3 separate regions of the Mus musculus genome follow, and all the other regions are linked to region 1. A link is a contact called in public ChIA-PET data. All regions are on one chromosome and are shown on one strand. Each heading gives the region's core, a stretch centred on a gene start, on an enhancer-like site or on the middle of the called end of the contact. The rest is flanking DNA. Distances are from core to core; before and after follow the strand shown.

Evidence for each region. ChIA-PET counts read pairs in DNA pulled down with a chosen protein or histone mark.
Region 2: a contact with region 1 is called in an RNA polymerase II ChIA-PET map of memory CD8 T cells, with 19 read pairs. The contact joins two enhancer-like sites. A contact is called at or near these places in 2 of 115 datasets of contacts at active chromatin or transcription factors (large pre-B cells and memory CD8 T cells) and 1 of 9 other capture datasets (embryonic stem cells).
Region 3: an RNA polymerase II ChIA-PET map of memory CD8 T cells shows a contact between it and region 1, with 35 read pairs. The contact joins two enhancer-like sites. A contact is called at or near these places in 2 of 15 datasets of contacts at CTCF or cohesin (large pre-B cells and pro-B cells), 1 of 484 Hi-C or Micro-C datasets (CD4 T cells) and 6 of 115 datasets of contacts at active chromatin or transcription factors (double positive thymocytes, large pre-B cells, memory CD8 T cells and 2 more).

The regions. Positions count from the first base shown.
Region 1 is chr10:19,318,687-19,323,843 of GRCm38.p6, reverse strand. No RefSeq gene overlaps it. Among named protein-coding and RNA genes, the nearest start is that of Olig3, 35 kb to the left of the region's middle. Within about 2 kb of position 1,918, at least 37 of the 459 cell types and tissues checked have an H3K27ac peak or open chromatin away from gene starts, as enhancers often do. A contact at or near this core is called in double positive thymocytes, memory CD8 T cells and regulatory T cells, where this site is marked.
Region 2 is chr10:18,914,203-18,919,359 of GRCm38.p6, reverse strand. No RefSeq gene overlaps it. Among named protein-coding and RNA genes, the nearest start is that of Perp, 72 kb to the right of the region's middle. Within about 2 kb of position 2,144, at least 53 of the 459 cell types and tissues checked have an H3K27ac peak or open chromatin away from gene starts, as enhancers often do. A contact at or near this core is called in memory CD8 T cells, where this site is marked.
Region 3 is chr10:19,689,863-19,695,019 of GRCm38.p6, reverse strand. The region is part of intron 1 of Gm33332 (a long non-coding RNA gene); the gene reads left to right. Among named protein-coding and RNA genes, the nearest start is that of Il20ra, 20 kb to the left of the region's middle. Within about 2 kb of position 3,054, at least 128 of the 459 cell types and tissues checked have an H3K27ac peak or open chromatin away from gene starts, as enhancers often do. A contact at or near this core is called in double positive thymocytes, memory CD8 T cells and regulatory T cells, where this site is marked.

The DNA.
Region 1 (5,157 bases), core at 669-3,168:
CTGGCATTCCTCTTTATTGTGATTTTTGCAAGACAAAAAGGCCACCAACAGATTGGTAAAAGATCTTTACCAATCCTAAATCAGATAGCGGACTAATATCCAATATATGTAAAGAACTCAAGGAGATGGACTCCAGAAAATCAAATAACCCTATTAAAAATGGGGTACAGACCTAAACAAAGAATTCTCAACTGAGGAATACCGAATGGCTGAGAAGCACCTGAAAAAATGTTCAACATCCTTAATCATCAAGGAAATGCAAATCAAAACAACCCTGAGATTCCACCTCACACCAGTCAGAATGGCTAAGATCAAAAACTCATGTGACAGCAGATGCTGGCAAGGATGTAGAGAAAGAGGGACACTCCTCCATTGCTGGTGGGATTACAAGCTGGTACAACCACTCTGGAAATCAGTCTGGCGGTTCCTCAAAAAATTGGACATAATATTACGAGAGGATCCAGCAATTCCTCTCCTGGGCATAAACCCAGAAAACATTCCAACTGGTAATAAGGAGTTTCTTTTTCAAGATACTTGATTTCTACAGTTTGAAAACTTTTGGCAGAAAGTGTAACAGTGCGGTCTAACAGGAAACTACAATGATAATTTGACCCCCATCTATAATGTATGCAGAATTCTTTATAATGTGTTTTTCTTGTACTCAACAGCTTGTACAGATAACTGTAGGAAGACATTCTCCTCTGAGATGGATTGTATTGAGGGAAGAGCTTTTCAGAGTCAGCCATGATTCTTTCTCTTATGCTGTAGGTAAGACCTTTTGTCATGGCCCTTTGGTAGTTACTTGAGGAGTCCCTCCTGTCACCAGCCACTGTCACGTTAGTAGTCTATAGACAACAGCAGGAGTTGGGGGCTCTTGCCATTCGCAAGTGTTTACATGTCCCCTATGGCTTCTGGGACACTTTAACTGTATAGTAGGTATTGAGGCACTGCCACTCAGAGAGCCACCTCTTTTCTTCTAAGGGAACCTCTGCAGGAAGGCCTATCCGGGACTGTTTCCCTCAGCCTGCTCCAGCCTTCTTCTCTGCTTTGCTTCTCAGTCCCCACTCCCTGCGGACTAGCTTTACCTGTTGGCTTATTCTCTGCCTCCTCAGACATACAGAGATAGTGTCTTATTTCCTTTACTGGTTGATTCTTATGTGTTCCAGGCCTTGTTTTTTTTTTTTTTTTTTTTTTTCTTTCCTACACATTTGTTAAGTCATTTTGCATAGGGAATCTATCATACGAATGTTAACAGTCATCTGACTGGGTTTTAAAAATTTTATCTAGGTACGTAGATAAGGAGAAGGCCTTTCAGCGCTGGCAATCCTGAGCCCTTGATTACACGGGACCAGGACGCTGGATTAGCAGCTACAGCCTTACAGCTCTACTGCCTGAGAGCTGGGGTCTGTTGCTCCAAGTTTTATAAGTCAGAGATTTATGGCTTGGGCACTCAAGGTCAAGGCTTGTCACTCTATACTTTACAGACCCTGGCACTTGGCAGCGTTTGTAACCTTCAGTTTCAAACCACATTGAAAGGCAATAGCAGAAAGCAGCAAGCTTCGATGTGTAGCAGCAGTGGCGCGCAGCAGCAGTACAGCAGCGGCAGGTAGTCCAGCTCTTGGATGGGGGCTTTATGGCTCTTAGCCCCAGGCTGCTCCCTGGAAGTCTTCTCTTCTCTGGCTCCTTCCAACCTTCTGCAGGTCTCCAGCCTGAGCTCTCTGCCCTTTTTCCCCTTCTCCCTTCTGGCACCAGTCATTGCCTCTGCCACCTCTGCCCACCATCCTTGCTGTGCGGCCACTCACACGTATGGACTCTTGAGCTACCTTCCTGTTGCTACTGCTGCTGTAGCCACAGAGGTGGCACCCACTGTACCTCTCCCAGGCTGCCTGTGCTGCTGCTCAACTCTTTTGCTTTCATGTGGCTGGGTGTCACCTGCTCAGCCTTCTCTTCTAACAGTACAGAGCAGAAATAAGCAGGAAGAGACCTCAGCCAGGAGAATCTTTTATTTAGTTAGGCTTCATGGTGTAGTACCAGGAAGCAACCTCTCTGAGCTCAGAAATTGAGAACTGTCAGAAAAGGGTGTGGCAGCTGACAGCTGTGTTTCTAACAGTCACAGCAGTCCCCATTCCTGTGCTGAATGCGAATGTAACAAGCGGGGCAGGATGGATTTTGGGGAAATTGTGTCTCTGTGTTGGCTACCTAATGGGACTATTTTGGCTAGGTTTTCAGTTGTATGTTTTTGTCTAGGTTTTAGCTCTTTGTTATGTTGTCCATGTCATTGTTTGTGTGAGATAAAGATATTTGACATCCAGTTTCCTCTGTCCTCCTCCACCCAAGCAAAGGTATTTTTCTGAGATGAGAATTTGCATTGTATTTTCCCTTAAATGTTACGTGTGTGTTTTTGCGTGATTCTACTATGCCATAAGACCTTGAGGACAAGGCTTTTTTTATCTTGTGTATGTTTATTCCTCTTTGGGATGTTGTGCAAAAATGTTTATGTTTCCAACTAACTTTAAAGAAAGATAGTTGTGGGATCTATTTACCTTTTGTGAGATCCTTACATTTTATCCTGGATGATGATGCAGCTTTTGTTTAACCGCATCCCTACTCTCTATACTGCTTACAGGGCACTTTGCCATGAAGAAGTAAAGGATAGCACCAGACCTGTAAATGGAATATATTGTACCAAGTGAACACACTTCGGGTCTTCTGCTAGGGTAAAAATTAGCTATCAATATTTTATATCATTTTAATTATGAAACTAAATAATTCTGTCCAGAATTGTAGCCATAGGCTCCCTTATTTATCTACTTATATAAAAAGAGAGATGGTGAATATTTTTATGGAAAGGCTGGCACATGAGTTTATATAGGTTTGGAGCTGCATAAACTTTTGTACCTGATGTTATCTGGAAACTGCTAGAAAGCTGCCATAGTAGAGTGTGAGACAGATGACCACACAACGCAGAGATCCACCTGTACAAGTTAATACGGTGCTTCTGAGAGGACGTTAAAGCCATAATGTGTACTAGCATCACCGACCAGTCCATGCTGACACAGTTCTTCAAAACCCAAAGCGCAGGAGAGCGTATGAATTTTGTGGAGTCAATTCTAAGATAGGGAAGGGGAGCTCGGGTTAGAGTGAGCCAGTGTGGAGACACCAACTTTAACGATGAACTCGAGATCCTAGTCCTAGAGCAATCAGATGTCATGGTCGACTGGAAGTGTGTCTCATGGGGTCTGCACTAGGGAACCATCCAGCTGAAAAGCACAACTATATGTTGTCAAAGGACATATTGTTAGGGGATTTGGGCAGAATATAAGCAACCTAGGACATTCTTAAACAAACCTGGGGCTTTATGTCAGCCATTCAATGTGACCTTCTGATCCATTAGGTGATGTCATGGACAGGAGGTGGATTCAGCATTGTTTTATAGTAGATTTCTCTCTTCGTAAGTACAAGAAGCACACGCTAAAATAATGTAAAACTGATTCTCAACCTTTGGGGTAGCCCAAGACCATCAGAAAACACAGATATTTACATTATGACTCATAACAGTGCAAGATTAAAGTTATGGAGTAGCAACAAAAATAATTTTCTAGTCAGGGGTCACTATAACATGAGGGGCTGTATTAAAGGGTCTCAGCATTAGGAGAGTTGGGGACCACTGGTCTAAAGGTATGGTAAAATAAATATGCACCCAGTGGAATAGTTTAAACATGTAGGAGAATAAGATGGAGAAGAACCGAGCTGGTCCATGGTTTTTAACAAAATTCTAGTTTCCATGATTTGTGGCAGATTCATACTGTTTGGGATATTATTCATTATAAAGAAATAAGTATACAAATAAAAAGTGAGCTTTCACGAGCCAGTAAGAATGCATCGTAGAAAACATGCTGTGATCTCTTTTTCAAGGTGAGATAGGATGTCATATGCAACCCAGATAAGTCATGAGCTCACACTTCTCTGGTTCCCACTACCTCAGTGGTGGGATCACCAGCATGTCCAACGTGGTTGCCACTACATTGTTTTTATTCTAAATAAAATGAGGTGATGTCTTTAGGGGAAAGTACTATGTCTATAGAAACTCTCATTAAAGAACTAAGAGGCTGGCCTGAAGATTAATCATTAAGTCACTACCAGTCCCTCAACCCAATGGGCTACAAAAGTTTCCATATAGTAGCACGCAGTAGGTACTAGAGAATAGGAACCCAGAACAGTGGGGCTGGAAAGGCTTAGAGCCTGGGGGGAAAGTGAGTGGGGGTGGGAGATTTTCCAGTGCAGGGAGTTGGGAAGAGATTTTAAAGAGCACAGGGGTTTCCTTCTTCTCTCGCTTCCTCCAGAACACTCAGTATTTCAGCTAACTTTCATTTTGCTAACTTTGGAGATTCGCCACCTAAGCAAAGCACAACTATAAGACTCCTGGGCTGTATTTGAGTTAGTGAGCAAATGCTGCAACTTTAAATATGACTCTCAGCATTTTGGAAAGATCACAGATGTAACTGCAGGCAGAAGGTATGTATACCCAGGTTTGTTGATAGCACTTTCTTTTCTTTTTTTTTTTTTTTTTTGTCAATGAAGTTAGAGGAAATATTATCCCTGTATTTCTTAAACTTTACCTAATTAGTCCTAAAAACTCTATTGGGGTAAATTTTCTCAGATCATGTTTTCATAAAAATTAATCTTAGTTCTTAAGGCTCCAGAACATTCTGGGAATGCCTTTGTCTTTTCTTTTCATGTTATTCAAAGTTAGAAATTAGATTACTCTTGATTGAATAAGTATCCCAACTACATAAAACTTTTCTTTCCTCATGTTAAATAAAATGTTTAAAAAACTATGCATAATTGCCACGGACTGGAGTGGGCGTAGCACATAATGTTTAAAAAATAAAAACCAGTCATACACATTAAAGCAAAAATTACACCATTCCTCCTCAGATCATGTTTGGTAACAATCTTAGGCTCTGTTCTCCTTAAAGATGTAAAAATCTCAAGAGTAAGTTAAGAAACAGTGTTTACATTTGGGTCGTGTTTTCAGCAGCTATGATTTCTCAAAGCCACTGAGAAGTTTGTTTCTCTTTGCACAAGACAGTGCGTGAAGCCTAATGTCTTTCTTAGACTTGTAGAAATTAGAAAGGGGGCAGGGTAGGGGTGGGG
Region 2 (5,157 bases), core at 895-3,394, 400 kb after region 1:
AATGTGAATTCAAAAAGGAAGAAACATAAACAGGTCGTCCATTGCACTATTCTACAATCCCACTACTCCTCAAAGGGTAGCCCCATTCCCACCTCTCCATCCCATCTTCCTAGCCCTTATCTCATCCCAAAAAAATATCATACATTCCTGTCTGAGGCAGAGTTTCTTGCAACCTCTATGACTTTTAAGTTGCATCAACCATGTTTTTGACATTATATTCCTTTCCTATGTCCATGCCCAACTCAACAGTAAGATGTGTAAGAGTTCATGTCCAGAGATAGAACATGATCAGAGTTTTAATCTGCTCTTCCACTCTGACTATAAATAGAATTCTGAGGTAGTAATTACACTCTTCTCAGTCTCATTATCTTCATCTGAAATGCAAATGATATATCTGCATAGAGATGTTGTATGCTTATATAACACGAGTAGAAATGTACAAAAAAATGTATCTGGTACCCAATAAAGCTTCAATCAGCATTAGTTGGTTTTCTCTATATAAATACTTTTATTACCTGTGTGCCTTAGCATATCATGTGCCACTTTCTGCTTAACACAATATTTATAATGATATATTTGGTTGCTTTTATTTCATATAGAGAACATTATCCTAGCCATAAGAAACACATTTTGTGAATGGCTTTAATACTTGCAAATCTCTACTGGATATTTGAGCATACATTTCTCTTTTGATTCAGAAAGAATTTTTCCCAAGAGAAGAAAAGCAAGAAAGCAGAGCCTTTATAATGTCTTTCATCCCTATAATTAGAGTCTTTCTAGAGCAGAGGTTCCAAAACAGGGAAGGTAGCAAATCTCCTGCCCAGGCAACACTTGTCAATGTCTAGAGATGCTTTTGGATGCCATAAACTAGGTAGGGGTGTATTATTGGCATCCAGCAAGTGGCAGCCAGAAGGCTACTAACTATGCTATAATGGAAAGAGTACACAAAGAATTATCCAATCCAAGATGTCGTTACTGTAGAGGTAGAAAGCCCTACTCAAAGAAGCCTCAATGCCCAAGCCTATCACCACTATGTGAGATCTGTCCCATCTTACACTCTCGAGACATACTAGTTAGTTAGGAAAGAGAGAGTAGTTGAAGAAGTTGAAGAATGGTCTTGGGTAGTGGTTGTGGTCCGTGGAGAGTCAGAGACAGATCCCGAGAATCCCTCTCAGGTCATGAGCTTCTTGGCTCAAAGCTCCTTCTCCTTTCCTCTTTATTACATGGATGCATCCCTGTTGGTGTGTGTCTTTCCTCTTTATTACATGGATGCATCCCTGTTGGTGTGTGTCTTTCCTCTTTATTACATGGATACATCACTGTTGGTATGTGTCTTTCCTCTTTATTACATGGATACATCCCTGTTGGTGTGTGTCTTTCCTCTTTATTACATGGATGCATCCCTGTTGGTGTGTGTCTTTCCTCTTTATTACATGGATGCATCCCTGTTGGTGTGTGTCTTTCCTCTTTATTACATGGATGCATCCCTGTTGGTGTGTGTCTTTCCTCTTTATTACATGGATGCATCCCTGTTGGTATGTGTCTGAATACTTTCTGCTGTCTTGAGTCACTTCCCTTACTTGCATGTCCAACCATGGAATCCAGTGTGCATGACCTCCTTGAAGAACACTGATTAAAATAAGTTTCAAATACAAATGGAGAATTCAGGTAACTCGAGCCTTAAAGAAAAGAAAACATGTTGAAAATGTAAACTCATTCTTGTAGTTTCCCAAGGAGACAGCTGCTTTTAGAAGAAGGTCAAGAGTCTATCTTGTACTCACTCACACATGTAGGCTGTGAATGCCTGTGGTTATAGCACCGTTTCCTCCCTCGGAACTTTCCTACATCAGCAGCCCGCCCGTTGTCGTTTGTGATGAACTGTCATCTAGTTGGATATGCTTCTTTTTTTTCTTTTTTCTTTTAGTTTCTTTTTAAATCTTCTCCCTCCCACGTTTCCTTCAGCTTACTTCTTTCCTTCTGTTTCTTACTTCTCTGTGTTATTCCTCATTTCATTCCAATTTTAGGAACAAGAAGAAAAATGTTCACTATGGGTGATGTCTACCTCTCTGTGTACACTTTGGAGGTGTGGGGGTGGTGTGCAGGGGCTGGAAGGTGGGGGGAGGGGAGTAGTGTTTCTTTTAAAAATCATATGCTGCCATCTGGTGGTCAATTTATATACTCAACCAAATAGCTGGGTTCAGACTGTTTCAAGTGTCTGACAGTGAACTGGGTCCTGCTTGACTATAGGCGAGCAATAATTGATATTGTCTCTCTTCATGGTTAAAGTCCCAGTGTTCAAAGCTACTCCTTCCCCTTAAGATTTTTATTTCTCTCAGGCAGATGGAATAGTTTGTTCCCAAATTGAATACAGAAAAATCTGAGCCTAAAACAAATCTTTGTTGTAAGTTCACAGCCTGTAAACTCTTCCATAGGATTTGTGGATTCCTGAATCTCCCTTTCAGCTCGCCCTGATTAATTTTAAATTTACTGGACTAGCAAAAGGGGGCATGGAACTGGCTGTTGGCAATGCTGGTGATTGGATGAACACTGTACCACTATACTATACCCCTAACCCTCAGAGAGAGATTTTAAAGGTAAAAGTAAAATATACTTGATATAATGGTACAGATACATATTTTTTCTATAGCAAGGAACTTTTCCCACAGAGAGAGAGAGAGAAAGACAGATAGAGACAGAGACAAAGAGGGGGAGAGAAAGACAGAGAGGGAGAAAGGAGGGAGAGGGAGGGAGGGAGGGAGGGAGGGAGGGAGGGAGGGAGGGAGGGAGGGAGAGAGGGAGGGAGAGAGACTATGAACAATGATACTACTCCCCAAAGCAACTCAGAGGACCTTGAAAACCATTTTTCATTCCACAACCCATCAGCAAATCCACTGTGTCTCTTAATCCTTTTTAAATCCTCCTCCATCCTGTCTTCCTTTTCCTCTTATTTGGTACAACCGTACACCAGGTTCTCCCTCTCCCTTTTTTTCATCCTCTCCCTCCAGAGACACTGTGTGTGTCTCTGCATTTTTATTTACCTGTCTGTCTGTCTCTGCCTCACCCCAGAAAGTAGATCCAGTTGTTCTAACAAGGGGCTAGAGACTGACTGGAGTGCGAGAAGTGGAGAGGAGATGCTGTCTCTGGAGATGGCATCAGATGGACAGGGCTTTCACTCAAGTGTAGCCTCTACTTCCTTTGCTTCGTTTTTAGTGTGAATTTACAGAATTGCTTTGATTGAAAACTGAATGGCAAATCCTCTAAGACGGTGGCTTTAGGTCATCCAAGAACAGGATGTTGTAGCCTAAAGGAGAATCTCAACAAAAAGCCCTGTGAAGAGTGAGCTATGGTGACCGAAATCCCTATGAACACTGAACTACAATGACTGAGGTCCCCACAGACAGTGAACTATAGTGACCAAGGCCCTTGTGAACAGTAAGCTATCGTGACTGAGGTCCCTATGAGCAGTGAACTATGGCAGCAGAGGGCCCTGTGAAGTGTGAGCTGTGATGACCGAGGTTCCTATGGTGACATAGTTCTCTGTGAATGTGAGCTATGAAGACCGAAGTCCTTATGGACAACAAGCTACAATGACTGAAGTCTTCATCGGTACCACTCTCTAGTTTCCCCTCAATGAAGTGTCATGTGCTGGAATCGGAGGCACCCGGAAAAGTGGCGTCCATCTTGTCACTGAAGTTATATTCAGGCTTGGGAATATTCAGGTTCAGAAACGGCACGTTCTGGCCTTGTTTCCATGATCACTGATGACTATGTTGGGAATATATGAGAAGGAACAGAAACAAGGCTGTCAAGCATCAGGGAGACCTGCCTAGAAGTCACCTCCATCATCAACCTTGAGTTCTAACCTCCTGGATCTTGCTGCTAGCCATCTCTTACAATTGAGTAGTTGGCCTGCAGAAAATTTCCAAATGAAGCCTACAACTAGACTAGACATAGTTGTGCAAAAAAAGAATTTACCTAACTAGGGTTGACTACTTACTATTTCCTAGAAAGATTTTACAAGGCTGGGGCTTGGTTGGCATCAGGGAACTTGGATTTCAGAACCTTTCATTTACAGAAATGAACTGTCTCTATGTGTCTAAACTCAGGTTTTTTTCTTTTGACTTAATTAAATTATTTACTCACTTTACATCCTGATTGCAACCCCTCCTTCATCTCTTCTCAGTCCCACCCTTACAAATCCCAACCCCCATCAGTCCCTCCCCTTCTCCTCAGAGAAGGGGAAGCCCCCTTGGTACCACCCTGTCCTGGGACATCTAGTCCCAGCAGAACTCAGCATATCCTCTCCTACTGAGGCCCAACCAAGCAGCCCAGTTAGAGGGAGGGGCAACGGCAGGCAACAAAGTCAGAGACTGCCCTCCCTCTCCAATGCTTAGGGAACACACATGAGCATGAAACAGCACATCTACTACAAATGCACAGCGGACCCAAGTCCAACCCCTGCATGCCTTTTGGTTGGTGATCAGTCTCTTTGAGCCCCCGCGGGCCCAAGTTAGTTGACTCTATAGGTCTTCTTATGGTGTCCTTGACTCCTTCGGCTCTCTCAATTCTATCCCTCACTCTTCCACATGACTTCCTGAGATCTGCCTGATGCTTGACTGTGGGTTTTTGCATCTGTTCTTATTACCTGCTGGATGAAGCATTTCAGGAAACAGTTATACTAAGTATCTGTCTGCAAGCATAGCAGACAGGGGTTGGCCCTCACATGGGATGGGTATCCAGTTGAAGCAGTCATTAGTTGACCATTCCCTCTGTGTCTGCTTCATCTTTATCCCTGTGCAACTTTAGGCCAGACAAATTTTGTGTGGAAGGTTTTGTGGGTGGTTTGATGTCCCCCTCCCTCTACTGGAATTCCTGCCTGATTACAGGAGATGGCCACTTCAGCCTTCATAGGCTCCTCTGGTAGAAATCTCAGTTAAGGTCACCCCCAAAGACACCCCGGAGTCTCTCCAGTCCCAGGTCTCCAGCTACTCCCTGAGATGCCCCCACCTGTTTCTATTTTCAGTCCCGGCCCTTTCCTCTCGGCACACCTCATCGCCACCCCTGTTCCCTTCCTCACTCCCTCTCTCATGCAGTTCCCTCTGTCACCCACCTCTGATGATTATTTGGTTACGCTTGAAAGTCACTGGAGGAGGCAAA
Region 3 (5,157 bases), core at 1,805-4,304, 370 kb before region 1:
ACTCCCAGGATCATAGGATCAGAGGTGAGGAGGACATAACATCTGCCCCAACACTGGGAGTAACTGGGACTAGTGGGACATAGGCACACAGGAACTCTGCCCAACCAGTGACATAGGTTCCTTCTGGTCTGAGCCGGTGACCTGAGCAGACCTTGTGTGCTAACTCTGCAGCCAGTCCTACAACATCCAGAAGAAGCTCCACTCCCAGGTGTTCTAACACACCCAGGATCCCAGGAGCTTGGGCACACCAGGATCTCGGGGTCCCACAGGCAGCTTGACTCCCAGGAGCTCTGGCACACCCAGGATTTCAGGATCCCAGGATCCCAGAATCCCAGGATCCCAGAATCACAGGATCCCAGAGACATCTGAACTCTGAGGAGTTCTGACACAGCCAGGATCAAAGGAAGGACAGGCTCCAGTCAGACAAAGCCACGACAGGCAGCACTAGAGATAACCAGACGGCAGGAGGCAAGCGCAAGAACATAAGCAACAGAAACCAAGGTTACTTGGCATTATCAGACTCCAATTCTCCCACCATAGCAAGTGCTGGACACACCATCCCACCAGAAAAGCAAGACTCGGATCTAAAATCACTTCTAATGACAATGATAGAGGACTTTAAGAAGGACATAAACAACTCCCTTAAAGAAATACAGGAGAACACAGGTAAACAGCTAGAAGCCCTTAAAGGGGAAACACAAAAATCCATTAAAGAATTACAGGAAATACAATCAAAGAGGCAAAGGAAATAAACAAAACCATCCAGGATCTAAAAATGGAAATAGAAATAATAAAGAAACCACAAAGGGAGACAACCCTGGAGTTAGAAAACCTAGGAAAGAGATCAGGAGTCATAGATGCAAGCATCACCAACAGAATACAAGAGATGGAATCAGAGATACAAGAGACACAATCAGAAATGAAAAGGGCCTCATAACAATGAAGTATATCTTAAAATAATTATCCCGTTTGCTGAATATTAACAGTTGAAAATATTAAAACATGTTCTACAAACGTCAAACAAGAGAAAGCTATAAGAAAATATAATTTTGAGTCATACATTTTTAGAGATTTAGTTTTATTTACTTCAGAATACTCATTTGTTTTTATTTTATGTGTATGGGTGTTTATTTTACCCTGTATTTATGTCCAGTCACCATGTGGCCACAGTGTCCAAAAAGGCCAGAAGAGGGCACCATATTCCCTGGGACTAGAGGTATGTGGTTCACTCCACACTGGTCTTCTGGAATATCAGGTGGTGCTCTTGACCACTGTAACCCCATAAAAATCATGTGTACAGTTGCTGTATGTACATATGTGTACCATGCGTGTGCCTGGTGCCTGAAAGTCTCATAAAAGGGTTTTGAGACCCCTGGAACTGCAGTTATGAGTGGTTGGTGTGGGCTTTTATGAGGATGCTCAGATCCTCTGCAAGAGCAGCAAACTCTCTTAATCACTGGGCCATCTTTCTAGCCTCCATTTGTCATGCTCGCAATGTATTTTAAAGCTCTAGAGAGGGCAGAGTGCTTATACTGTAAGTGTAAGCTGCCGGGGGACATGGGCAGGAAGCATCGGAGAACCTGTTCTGCAATCATCGTCTTCCTGGAATGCCTCTTTCCCGGCTTATGAGGACAGGGGCGGGCATCAGCTTCTGGGGCTAAGCATCAGCTCCAACATTCTCAGAAATGGAGTGCCTAGCACAGCAGAAATGTGACCCATCGGCCACTGGATGTCACTCTCTGCTCATACTCCCAAGTCTGGCTGTCCTTCCAGGCTTCTGCAATGTTCTCATAAGAAACACGCCAGAGGGCAGAGGTTCACCTGTGCAGGACCCCCTCAACATGGGATCGTCTGCAGTTCCAAAGTGAAATTGATTTTTGATTCTCAGCAGCGTAGACAGAGAAGAGATGAGTGGGCTCGAGTGGGCCTTTCCCATCTAGGCACTTAGGTGGTGCTCGGACAGAGCTCTAGGATCTGTCAGTCAAGAGGCGGCAGGCTCACTTACAGGGTCACAGCTAGAATCAAGGACTGCTACTCACGTTAGGTTCACATCCGACATGGCTTGCATGTAAACAGAACACCGGAATCCCTTCATCGGAAAACAGAACAGGAAGTGCAAAAATGGGGCTCAGTGACCAGTGTGAAATTGGGCCAGCTTTTTTTCTTGGGAAGAACTTTTTAACAGCAGAGGTTACCACTTGAACCAGAAGAGACCCTAGCACCAGTTCCTTGAGGGTTTCCACCTATGTGCACGGTCTGAGAGTTCCCCCTTCCTACCTACCATGGTGACACAAGCTGCTTTGACCTCTATCTATTACTTACCCCATCATCTTTGAGCCAATGTACCTACTTATCATTTAATCAAGGTTTTAACAAGTCTGGAGCAATTTGCTACAGTCCCCGTGGGGCATCTCCTCTGGAGAGGGTATTTACTCTGTTATTCAACATGACAACATTCGTTTATCGGATGCTGTTTTCTGAGTTCCATACACTGGTAGGTTGAGCAGGGACACAGTCCATGCAGTACCCGTTACTGAAGAATTGAAGTATTTCCGTGTTGAGATCTTAAGGTAGAGGGCACCGATTGCTTTGTAGATATCGTCAGTGTGTGGAGATGGACTTGACTTTCCCATGTGGAGTAGCTTGACTTACTCAGCTACTCTGTGTCCAGAGGCAGCTTCATGAGGTCTTTGTGCCTTTGAAATAAGTCCTGTGGCAGCCTCGGGGAAGCTGTGTGAAGGCTGTTCGTGAACAGCCAAAGAGTTTTGTTTTAAAGTTAACTCTCACCCTGGAGTGTCTTTCAGAGTTTGTCCTTGTGCTTAAGATATAACGCCCCCAACCCCATCGCAGTGGTGACTTGGACGATGGCCGCTTCTACGTCTCTATGAAGCAACACCTTTTTCTACTCTTAGATTTACTGCCAGTTCGAACTTCCTCTAACTGCCCGGCAGTTTCTGCATCGGGACTTCGGTAAGCGAAGCTTCCTCTGACTGTTTTGCTCTTTTGTAACGGCTCTCACTTCCTCTCTGCCACATGCACACTCAAGTGTCAGTTTGAACTCTGGTGACTTCTACGGTGAAGCCGGAGCTGTGCATTAGTCAGCTGCGCCCCAACCCCCATTCTACAGTCCTTATGACACTCATGCCCGTGACACTTCTCAGATGCCCCCAACAGCACATTCCTTTCTGTAGCAATCCCATGGCTAGGGGAGTTTGCCACTTGACCCCTATAGCATACTGCTATCAGTTCTCACACTTCTTTGAGGGGGTCTTCATTGCCAATTGGCCAGCAAATAATCTATCTATAAAATACCGCTAAGTAACTGTTAGGATCATTTTTGAAGCCAAGTGTCTTTGGTTGGGTCCCCGGAAACAATTCTGAAATGGAGACTTCTGGGCAGTGGTTTAATTAACTGGTAAATGCTCTGAGGGTCAATACCGGCAGGGATGAGGGAGTAACTGTGTCAGAGGCTGCATGCTGACTTGATGCAGAAGGTGGGGCCAATCCCACTCAGGTGCTGAGGATCTGGGGGTGGGGCACCTCCAGTTGGTCCTGCCTGAGTTGCCCCAGTTGATGCCAGAGGCTACGAAGAGGAGTGACCTGGCATTCCTCAGTCAGTGAGACCACAGCTTAGGGGCAGTTTCTTCCAGGCAAAGGCAGAGCCTTGAGGACACACCCAGAAGCAGTCAACTGGCTGTGGGAAACAAGGACATGCAGTCTGAAGTATGCTTGCTCCCTTCCCAAGTACTGTCCTTTTTTTCTGGATCTCTTCTGAAGTGTGTTGAAATCCTTAATTTATCTCTTTGCCCCATCTTTTTATTTCTAAAATAAATGTTTCTGTTAGTATTATGTTATATTAGATGTTCTATTTATCTAAAATAAATATTTCTTTTAAAAAAGATTTCCTTTTAAACAAATACTCCCAGAAGTAATAGAGTGAATATGCACTTTGGAGTGAAATAAAAACTGGATTAAAAAGAAATGTTTTTCTAGTGGTGCTGATCCACACTGTGAATTACTTTACTCTATGATTCAAGTGGTATTTCTAACCAATACACACTTTCTGGTTTAACAATAACTTTTCAAAAAACTGTAAACGAAAATCTTATCTATTTGTATGTCAATGGTAGGTTTCTGCCAATAACATTTGCTAGCAAGAATCGTTTTTTTAAAAATTTTATTTATTTTTTTGATTTGCATGTTGATTTTTCTTTTTTATTAATTAATTTATTTTTTTACACTCCATATTTTATTCCTCCCCCCATCCTCCAACTGCTCCACATCTCATACTTGCTCCCCACCCCCTGTCTCCATGTGGATGCCCCCATCCCTCACCCCACCTGAACTCTAAACTCCCTGGGGCCTCCAGTCTCTTGAGGGTTAGATGCATCATCTCCGAATGAACACCAACCCAGCAGTCCTCTGCTGTATATGTGTTGGGGGCCTCATATCAGCTGGTGTACGCTGACTGTTTGGTGGTCCAATGTCTGAAAGATCTCGGGGTCCAGACTGAGACTGTTGGTCCTCCTACCCTTCTCCTCAGCTTCCATCAGTCTACCCCTAATTCAACAACTGGGCTCAACTCTTCTGTCCATTGGTTGGGTGCAAATATCTGCATCTGATTCTTTTAGCTGCTTGTTGGGTCTTTCTGAGGGCAGTCATGCTAGGCCCCTTTTTGTGAGCCCTTCATAGCCTCAGTAACAGTGTCAGGCCTTGGGGCCTCCCCTTGAGCTGGATTCCACTTTGGGTCTGTCTCTGGGCCTTCTTTTCTTCAGGTTCCTCTCCATTTCTATCCCTGTAATTCTTTCAGACAGGAACAATTATGGGTCAGAGTTGTGACTGTAGGATGCAACCCCATCCCTCACTTGATGTCCTGTCTTCCTGCTGGAGGTGGGCTCTATAAGTTCCCTCTCCCTACTGTCCGGCATTTCATCTAAGGTCCCTTCCTTTGAGTCCTGAGAGTCTCTCGCCTCCCAGGTCTCTGGTGCATTCTGGAGGGTCCCCCCCTACCTTTTACCTCCCAAGGTTACCTGTTTCCATTCTTTCTGGTGGCCCTCAGGGCTTCAGTCCTTTTCCCTCACCCAATACCAGATCAGGTTCCCCTCTCCCCACAGTTCTCCCCTTCACCCCTGCCAGGTCCACTTTCCCTCCCAGGTC